Linked DNA regions of Sus scrofa: region 1 is linked to region 2. A link is a contact called in public HiChIP or PLAC-seq data. All regions are on one chromosome and are shown on one strand. Each heading gives the region's core, a stretch centred on a gene start, on an enhancer-like site or on the middle of the called end of the contact. The rest is flanking DNA. Distances are from core to core; before and after follow the strand shown.

Region 1 (5,329 bases), core at 1,445-3,944, 78 kb after region 2:
CCTGGGGCCACCAATGTCTAGAGACCGAGGAAATGAGAAGCAGCCCAAAAAGCAGACTGGTAAGGAGTGGCCAGTTGAGGGGACAAGAAAACCCGAGACTGTGGTGTCCTTGAGGCCAAGTGAAGAAAGTGTTTCAAAGAGGAGGGGTGATCCGTTTTATCACACAATGCAGACAGATCAAGTAAGACAAAGGCTGAAAACTGACCGTGGATTTAGCAGTGAGGACGGCACTAGCAAACTTAACATGACAAAACAGTTCATGGAGTGGTGGGAATGAAATCCTGATCAGAATGGATGTGAGAGATGGGAGGAAGAGCCCAAGAGAACAGAGGTTTGTCTTTTGAGACTTTTCCTGCAGCGAGAAGTGGAAGATTGGGGCTGTAACTAGAGGAAGGTAATGGGGTCCTGAGGATATTTTATTCTTTTTTGGAGGGTATAAGAAACAAAGTAGCTTTGAAACTAACACGGATGATCCAGTAGAGAACAACAAAAGCAAAAAATCTGAGCGAGAAGGCGAATTGCTGGAACTCTGTCCATACCTAGACCAGAGCAAATAGGATCTAGAGAACAAATACAGGGATTGGTCACAGGAGCAGGAACAGTTGAGAATTACAGAAGGGAAATCAGAGTTTATGGATGAGGAGGCTGGGTGGTAAACTTAGAAAGAAGGTCAACCAGGAGAGGATGGGGAACGAGGTGTTGGAAAGAGGAGGTGGTATGAAATAGTTATTTAGGACCAGGGTTGGCAAGCTTTTTCTGTAAAGCTTCAGATCATACTTTGGTTTTTACGGGTCATCAGATCTCTGTTGCAACTACTCAGCTCTGCCGTTGCAGCGTGAAAGTACCATGGTCATCAGTGGGTGTGACTCCAATTTGCTGGCTCCTCCGAGAGAGTGGACTGGGTCAGTGTCCTGTGATTGCCAGGGAGTATTAAAGGCTTGCTTGAGGTTTGTGCTCATGAACTTACCTTGAGCCCAGATCATGTTTGAGGGGTTTTTCCCAGCCTTATTTCCAGCTACATGGGTGCAGTTTTGAAATAGATAGAGAGTTGTGTCCAGGTTGATTTCGTTAAGTAGGAACTCTGAAGTGAGAGTAGAACTAAGTAGTGGCTAATGTTTGATGATGGAATTTAAACTGGGTGAGGAGGGAAGTGGTGAACAGCTAAAACAGTCACAGGGTCGATGGATGATACAGCCAGGTAGTCGGGGGAGAACTCGGAGGCAGGATGAGAGAGGGGGTGAGCTGCCAAGACAGGTGATGGTGGAGCGGAATGCTGACACTGCGACTAGGGAGAGGCTGCCCATACTGGTCATGACAAGGATGCTCCTGGGTGGGCTGGAGCAGTGAGGATGGAATGTAAAGGTTCTTTGAGGGGAGGAACTAGGAGGCTAACACATTGGAAGAACATTGCAGTCACTGATAATCAAAGTACAACTGGTGCTCGAGAGTGATATTTAATTTGGACAAAGGTCAGAGAGGAACAAGGAGGACCAGTTGGAACGATAATCTGACAACATGAGATTCGGAACAGGGCCATGAAGTACGAGACCGCGCTTTCCAGACCTGCAGACCCAGTAGGACCAGGATCACAGATGGAAAAAACAGCGGGCACTTGAGAAGCCATGTCATCAGGGGAAAGCCAGATTTCTGTAAAAACAACAAGATCAGGGAAACAGACGGAGAAATGGATGATAGAGATTTTGCTGATGATGGGTCTTAAGTTCCAGGGCACTTAAGATTTTAGGAAGTAGAGAAAGTGGGCCCAGAATTAGGGATTTTCGAACAAGAGCTCTACCGGAATGAGGAAGTGGGAGATGGGAGGGGACCTGGCCCCTGGCGAGGGAGCTCCCCCAGACAGTCCCCAGCAGCATGGCTGTCCCAGTCGTGATGTGTGGCATGTCCTCTCTTTCCTCCCTCACCGACCGCTCTGCTCCGACTCCTGCTCTGGGCACATGCCCCAGTCTCCTTCAGGACCTTGTCTATAGTCTTAAGTTTGTCCTGAGGTGTAGCCCTCACAGCCACCTGCTCCGAGATCGCCTTTTCCTCTTTAGACTCCCTAACTCTTCCTCCCTGCTCTTGGCCTGACCAGCGTCTTCCAGTGATGTCACTTCTGTCTAGTTCAGCCACATCTCTCACCCTGAGATCTCAGTCCTCTAAAATCCAGTTATACTTTAATATGATACATTCTTGAGCACAGTTGTGAGGGTGTTCCTATTATGGCACAAATCCGAAATAGTATCCACGAGGACACAGGTTCGATCTCTGGCCTTGCTCAGTGGGTCGGGGATCCCGTGTTGCCATGAGCCAAGGTGTAGATGGTACACATGGCTCAGATTCTGGTCTGTGGCTGTGGTGTAGGCCAGCCGCTGTATCTCTAATTCAGCCCCTAGCCTGGGAACTTCCTTATGCCATGGGTGTGGCCCTAAAAAGCAAACAAAACAAAACAAAACAGACCATGGTTTCCGAGAATGAAAGTAAAATGAATTTAAATGCTGACACATTTTGGATTCATATCGAAGTTTCTGGATTCTCCAAAAAGGACATTTTTACAAAGGGCTAGTTAAGAGAGAGGCTGCAGTGGTTTTTTTGGTAAACTGTGTTCAGTAGTTTTCACTGAGTGGAGGAAGAGCAGCTGTTGGGCAGCTGGTGAAAAAGGAGGGGCCCCTGGGCTCCATCAGGAACAGCTGCAGTGTGTGGAAACTCAGGAGGCCCTGGAGGCCCCCAGAAACACCACCCCCCACCCCATCACACAGAGCACACTCATTCTTACAGCACATTCCAAGCCACTTGGTAACTAGAAGGGTACAGCTTAGTTTCCCCCCGCGGTAGGAATATTTTCTTGATGAATGCAGCACCTTACCAGGAACTTGAAGCCTTACAGCACACCCTTCCCATCATACAAGGAAAGGGTGGCACAATGAGAGAAAGTAAATATGCATATAAATATTCCATCATTTCTTGATTCAGGGAATGGTGCTTTTCTTTGATTTTTGTCACCATGGAATAGCAAGCTGACCCTATTGTCATCAGATGGGGACAAAATGACATTGCACAGGCGACTCCAGACACAAACCAGAGTTCCTGGATTGTACAGAGGAACACTATATACCCAAGGAATCTCTGCATCTTGTGACACTTAAAGGAGGACAGAGGTCAGGTGGCTTAGGTGACAGGTCACTACCAGGGGGCTGGGGCAGGTAACCTTCAGGATTTATGCTAATGAGGTCTCTTGTCCAGTTCCTGGAAACTCTCCTGACCCTGCTCACAGACCTCACTGTGTTCTCACCAGAACCTGAGTCATCCAAGTTGTTATCTGGTAGCTCCACGAGGCACAGAGCCAGCCTTGCAAGCAGCTTTGATAAAATTTTCTTTCCTCTTCACAGCCAAGAAAGCCGCCGTGAATTTATTGGGTGAGGAGAAGAAGAGCACCTAAACCACTGGCTGGATGAAAGCTTCCTGCTCTCCCTGTACCTTCCTATTAGAGCTCGATGTTATATTAGGAACTGTGGTAAAATAATTTGAATAATGTTGCCTTGGAAACATTTTTGATATATATAAAAAAAGGAATATGTTGTAAGATTTTTTGCTTACCTTTACTGTCTATATACATAGGGACAGTGTCCAAGTTTTTGGAAAGTAGATTTTGCCTCTGGGTAGGAAAAGACTTATGTTACCATGTAGAAATATGAACTTCAAATTAAATTATAATATCCCATGGGCCTTGTACTTGAGTAGGCTTTCTGCATGCATTTTCTCTGTACTTATATTTTAGGACACTCTTTCGGTTCTACTTCATGTAATGTGCAATTTTGTAGTAAATGTTTTAATGTATCTGTGCGTACACACACATGTGGGGAATGTTCCTGTGCGCAGATGCGTGCAGATGCCCACAGGGAGTGCCTGCCAAAGGCTGAAGACTCCCTTGTGCTGGTGTGATCTGCCCAGTAACACTCCAGAAAATGAACACCAGTGAGTCATGTTTCAAATGAACAGTTAATTGATAAATGAGGCAGAACGGAAGTTGGCCTGGTTGCTTGCGTTCCTAACACCATAGCAGCTGAATACCAGTACAGCTTTGTAAAGCAGTCGTTTGAGTGGCAGCTGGGGAAATGTACACACACGTTACCACTCCCAATTCGGTAGAACTAGTACCATTGTCTTGTAGCTTTTTAAAAACTGGCTGATAAGCTTGATATTCGTCTGCTTTTAAGATGCTATAGTGGAAACCATCCCCTGTTTCACCTTCATAGCCAAGCAACATGTTGGTTTAGTCTTGTTTCTTTCCCAGGCTCTTTTTAAACTGTTTAAGGAACATCCAGAGACTTCCCCACCTCTTGTTATATGTACATTCTTGTTTATATTGTTAGCAACTAGAGGCTAAGGATGTCACCAGGCTCGAAGAGCCATTCTGGGAGAGGAAAGGAAGGATGACACGCCCCATCATCTGGCTGGCAGTGGCTAAGCCAAACTGCCTTCACCTTCTTTCCTTGGCCTGTAAGGTCTAGCACCAGAGGCTTCCCTAGTTTACAAGTCAGAATCATTTGTAGTCCATTTCCTTGCCTGCATCTCCATGCTTTGTTTTGATAATCTGCATATAATGTCACTAGCCTGATTGGCCAAATAGCTTATAGGGATCTTGACAACTTGTCTGTACTGGAGAATTGGAGCTTTATATCAGCCATACTACTAGGATCCTTCTGAATTGGACTATACTGACTAAAACAAGAGTATAACAAATAACATAATTAAATATCCAGGCCTGTATATTACTTTTTAAAGCAAATAAAGATGATTTGTTGTCTTGCAGATAACAATTAGGTAAAATCATAATGATGTTTTATGATGTAAAAAATATCAAACCAATGAAAAATCAGGGACAGTATCACCCAAATATTATAATAATATGGATGAGGACATTTATTTTTTCCAGTGGGGGAGTGTGATGATGATAAGGCAGCTTATTAAACTTTATTTTAAAAAATCAAAACTTTATTTTGTCTTTTTGAGGGTTGCACTCACGGCACATGGAGGTTCCCAGGCTAGGGGTCTAATCGGAGCTGTAGCTGCTGGCCTACACCACAGCCACAGCAACGCAGGATCCAAGTCGAGTCTCCAACCTACCACAGCTCGTGGCAATACCTGATTCTCAACCCACTGAGCGAGGCCAGGGATCTAACCCACAACCTCATGGTTCCTAGTCAGATTTGTTTCTGCTGCATCACGACAGGAACTCCATAAAAAATAAAAATCAAAACTTTAGAAAGCAAACAGAATTAGTTGTTATTAGAAGAATATCAAGCCTTAGATTAAAGGGGGAAGAAAAAAGGAC
Region 2 (4,799 bases), core at 2,024-4,523:
ACAGTGGGTTAAGGACCTGGAGCTGCTACAAGCTGCATAGGGCACAGCTGGGGCTTGAATTCAATCCCTGGTCTGGGTTCAACCAAAAAAAAAAAAAAAGCAAAAAGAGAAAACCAACAAAGATATCATAAATATTAACTTGTAAATGATATTACTTTTAAAACCTACAGTTTTTGTTTGTTTTTGTCTTTTTAGGGCCACACCTGCGGCATGGGGGGTTCCCAGGCTAGGGATCGAATCGGAGTTGTAGCCGCTGGCCTACACCATAGCCACTTGGGGTCTGAGCCACGTCTGTGACCAACTCCACAACTTAGAGCAACACCAGATTCTTAACCCACTGAGCAAAGCCAGAGATCAAACCTATATCCTCATGGATACTAGTCAGATTCGCTTCCACTGATGAGAACTCCAAAAGCTACAGTTTTAAGAAATAGTTGTTTGGTTCTGAAATGGAGCAGGACCCTGCTGACCTTCCTGGGGAAACACAGCCCCACCCTCCACCCCCCCATTCGCTGTGGCCTACCTCTTATTTAGAGAAATTTTTAGCCGCCAAGGCTAATTTGGTTCAGAGAAGCAAGAAAATGCAGAAACAAAAGAAAGCAGTCAAGCAAGACAAAATATTAATAGCTTAGCCATAAAACAAAGTCAAAGACCTTTAGTTCCTCCTCAAGGTCTATGGATAATATCCTGAGCCATACCCTCAAGTTGTTTTGCAAAAATTCAAACCCCACCAGGTGGAGGAAGTTAACTGCATGCTAACCTTCAGCACACAAGCCTCAGACCCTTGAAACCAGAAGGTTGATAATTTGAGATTCCCAAAATCTCACCACTAACCAATCAGAAAGATGTCCATGAGCTGATGACTCACCAGGGACCCTCTCCTTCAACTTGCCTTTAAAAACTCTTCCCTGAAAGCCACTGGGGAGTTCAACTTTTGGCCTCAACTGCACTTTCTCGCTTATCCCAGCAATAAATGCTCTACTTCCCGTCACCATAACCCTGTGTCAGTAGTGGCTCTCTGGCTTATCAGGCTAGAAGACCCACGTTTGGTTTGGTAACACTTTCATTATTAGTTTAGCAAGCAGCTAGCCCTAACTTTTCAACACATCATCCTTACAGAGCCAAAACAAGTAATTACAAAAAACTTTCCTTAAGGGAAAAAACAAAATTTCTCTATTCCAAAAGATTTGTGTAAAATAGCTTAAACACACTCAGGAAAACTAAGAATCTTTAACACTCACAGATGTTTAACATGATGTTAACAAACACACCACCATTATTTTGTAAGATGATGACACACATAAAATCAATCACCTTCATAATGGTTGATGACTTCTTTAAATGTAATCTTCGGTAATACACAGAATAAACCCAATACTAATGGGATAATTAGTTTAGGTGCCTGTAAAAAGTAGATTACCCACCTTTTCTAAATCAACCTCTATCTCCATTAACTAATACACAGTTATTGCTCACCTTCGCAAATATTACCCATATTTAACTTTTCTAACTATAAAATGCATATGCTTTATAATCTTGGAAACATGAATAATAAATAAAAATCATAATCCCACTTTTGGTACAAATTCTTCCAGTCACTTATCTATACAGACATCAAACCTCTTTTTTCTTAAGAAATTGGATATCATAGAAAATGAGTGCCTTAAGTGGTTCATTCGAGTCTCCCATATTCCAAAAGTTATCATCACAACATTATAAAGAAGTACAGTGTTGTTACTTCTTAGCAGTTGCAGAATTTGCCTATTTACTTATTCATATGTAGTTTTCTTCTGTGAGGGTATGATGTTAGACTTGATTTTCTACTACATCCACTTGTGTAAGAGAAAAAGCACAGACATGAAAGAGAAAAAGGCCTAGCTTTCAAATCTTGATTTTCTAAATTAGGATGAATGTGACCTTGTGTAAATTACAACCTCTCAGTGTGTCTCTTAGATGGAAATGGAAATAAATGCACCAACCAAACAGAGTTGTTTCTAGGATTAAATGATACATGTGAAGAGAGCAACCAGTGCCTGCCTGGCATTCAGTATTAACTCCACAAATACAGTTCTTCCCATTAAAAAAGGCGTGAATGAGACACAACTACTAAAAATCATACTTTTAGACATAAATACGGTGAAAAGCGGTTATTTTAATCAGAACTTGCACTCATTTGTAATTTAAATTACTTCGCAACCCACTTACGCCAACGAAAACTCGGGGTATTACTGCACTAAAAATATTTTCTTTTCCTGAAGTAAAATTTTAAGTCCGTTTTACACATGCTTAGCTAACTGAAAATACAGCCATCGAGAAGAATGTAGAAAATCTCTCTTGTAAAACTATACTATGAGCTAAAAGCCTGCAGTTGAGAATTTCTTTTAAGAAGGATAATTAAGGGATGAAAAAAAGAAAACGAAAATGGAACTCTAGGCTTTTTTTTCCACTTCTAATGTTAAGTTTGGGGATGAACAAGACAGCAATTCTTTATAGTAGTTTAGAGAACGCCACAGAAGAGAAGGGTAAATGTGAACTGCTCCCTCCGTAGGTCCAATGACCTGGGATCCTAAGACTTAAAAAAACTTGGGGTTTTTCAACGGCACTGGGGAATCAGGCGGAGGGGAGGAGGGGAGAATACGGTCTGTAAAAGTGAGAGCAGAAAAAGCAAAGGGAGGGGGAGGGGCAGCCCCCAAAAGCCAAAGACAGAAGCTTTGGCGAAGCGGCATTGGGAAAGAAAAATAGGGAACTAAGAAAACGAGGGAATTCCAACGCAGAGCAAGGAGGAGTGGAGGGAAACGTGAGCAATCAGGAGGCTGCGGGCAAAAGATGGGCAGTGTCATCCACGGTAAGGGTCGACCCGGGGAAGGGAGCAGCAGCAGGACCAGAAAGCCAAGACAGGATGTGGGCCCGGGTAGGAGACCCAGAGGCCTCCGGGGTCGCCGAAACTGAGAGAAAAGAAGCTGGGGGAGGAAGGGGGCCGGAGCAGCACTGGGCGCTACGGTACCTGCAGAGATCGTCCAGGACGCTGCCGGGAATCTCCACCCGTTTGGTCTCCATGATGAGGACCCACAGCAGGAGCAGTGCATCCCGGCTCCGCGCGGCCGGGGACCGAGGACACGGAACGGAGACTCCGGCTAGTCAGAAAGGGGGCAGCGGTGGCAGCGGTTCCAACGAAAACGAGAAGGGGAAGGGGCGGGACCCGCTCACTTCCGTCCGGCTCTCTCAACCCAGGACCCCGAGGCTGGGCCCGGGCGCGGGGCGGAGCCCCTGGGGCCACGCCCCTGCTCTGCTTGAAAGGCCCAATGGGAAGGCTGGAGAACCGGGAGCCTGGACAAGCTAAGCCAATGAGACATTTGTTTATTGGTCCGTCGGCTCCAATCCGCCTTCAAGCTGCTCAGTCGCTACTCAGAAAACCAACTTCCCGCCGCCTCGGACTGGGCCTTGGGGCGGGGGACAGGCGCATGCGCCCTATGCTTTCTTGGCACTACTAGAAAGTCTACAGGACTTCAATTTTACTTGTAGATCTCGAGACCATATCCGGGATGTGGGCAAGGTCTGCGCGTCCTCTTGGTGGCTGAGTAGGCTCCGACGTCTGTACTGCAGAGCCTGCAGGCCTGGTTCCTGTCACCTGATATCCCCAACACACACTCACCGCCGCCCCTAACCCCTGCAGGCTAAGGGTTATGTCTCTTTTCGCTACAAACCCCTGAAAAGAGTTTTTTAAGTTTTGTAGTGGCTCGCCTCTGTCCCTCTGCGGGCACCCAGCCCTGGCTGTGAAGACAAGGGTCTCTATCCCAGTATTTGACACACTATGAGATCACAGAAATACGAATTGATTTTTACCCAAACTCAGGAGCTTGCATTCCGCTTTCTGTATGCTCACACCACTCCAACCGGCTAGTACTCATTCCCCATCTTGCGTAATGGAGTCCAATCCATTTGGGATGAATCCTTAAAGAAACTCTGGATCCATCCATTTTTTTAACTTGCTCCTTTGCTATCAGACCCACAGGCCCACATGCACGGTCGTGAAATTTAGTCCATTCTTCGACTTAATCTCCCATCTTTTTTCTAAATTTCTGTCCAAACACACTTTGCCTTTATATCAGTTTGGGTTTTTTTTTTTTTTTTTTTCTCTCTCTTTTTTTTTTAAGGGCCGCACCTGCAGCGTATGGAAATTCCCAGGCTATGGGTCAGATTGGAGCTGAAGCTGCCCGCCTACACCACAGCCACAGCAAAGCTGGATCCCAGCAGTGTCTGCAACCTACACCACAGCTCACAGGCAACAACAGATCCTTAACCCACTGAGTGAGGCTAGGGATGGAATCTGTTTCCTCATGGATGCTAGTCAGATTCTTTCCGCTGAGCCATACTGGAAACTCCTGGTTGGCATTATTTTTCCTCACAAATCTGAGACCTCTGCCTCCATTTTTTGCCTGTACCAAACCCTGCCCAATTTTTGTTGTGTTTTGTTTTGTTCAGATATGTGCTTGTTACCATCTTTTTGGCTTCCGATACCTCCCCTGCATTATCTTCTGACATATGATCAAGCCCAAACTTGACACAGGAGCCCTATTACCATCTATTTTACTCTCCTGTTTTCCATCTTTGACCTTTGCTTTTTTACTGGAGGATTCTCCAACTTTATTTTCAAGCTGTCTATAATATTTACTTTTCTAGAATTCTTTCATTCTGCAAATGTCTCTTTGGGTTTGTTGTTTTGGGGTTTTGTTTTGTTTGTTTGCTTTTTAGGGCCGAACCCGAGGCATATGGAGGTTCCCAGGCTAGGGGTCCAACCA

The links. HiChIP or PLAC-seq counts read pairs in DNA pulled down with a chosen protein or histone mark.
Region 1: a contact with region 2 is called in an H3K27ac HiChIP or PLAC-seq map of alveolar macrophages. The contact joins the enhancer-like site here to the promoter of DCP2 in region 2. A contact is called at or near these places in 1 of 5 promoter capture datasets (fetal liver), 6 of 47 Hi-C or Micro-C datasets (alveolar macrophages, fetal liver, liver and 3 more) and 2 of 2 datasets of contacts at active chromatin or transcription factors (alveolar macrophages and skeletal muscle).

Annotation. Positions count from the first base shown.
Region 1 is chr2:116,880,362-116,885,690 of Sscrofa11.1, forward strand. It overlaps REEP5 (receptor expression-enhancing protein 5), which reads left to right. Exons shown (of 5, transcript XM_003480887.4): 5 at 3,384-5,329. The coding sequence ends at 3,433. Among named protein-coding and RNA genes, the nearest start is that of SRP19, 18 kb to the right of the region's middle. Within about 2 kb of position 2,695, at least 41 of the 83 cell types and tissues checked have an H3K27ac peak or open chromatin away from gene starts, as enhancers often do. A contact at or near this core is called in alveolar macrophages, fetal liver, retroperitoneal adipose tissue and 1 more, where this site is marked.
Region 2 is chr2:116,801,420-116,806,218 of Sscrofa11.1, forward strand. DCP2 (m7GpppN-mRNA hydrolase) reads right to left here and starts at 3,274. Exons shown (of 11, transcript XM_003123832.5): 1 at 3,005-3,274. The coding sequence starts at 3,057.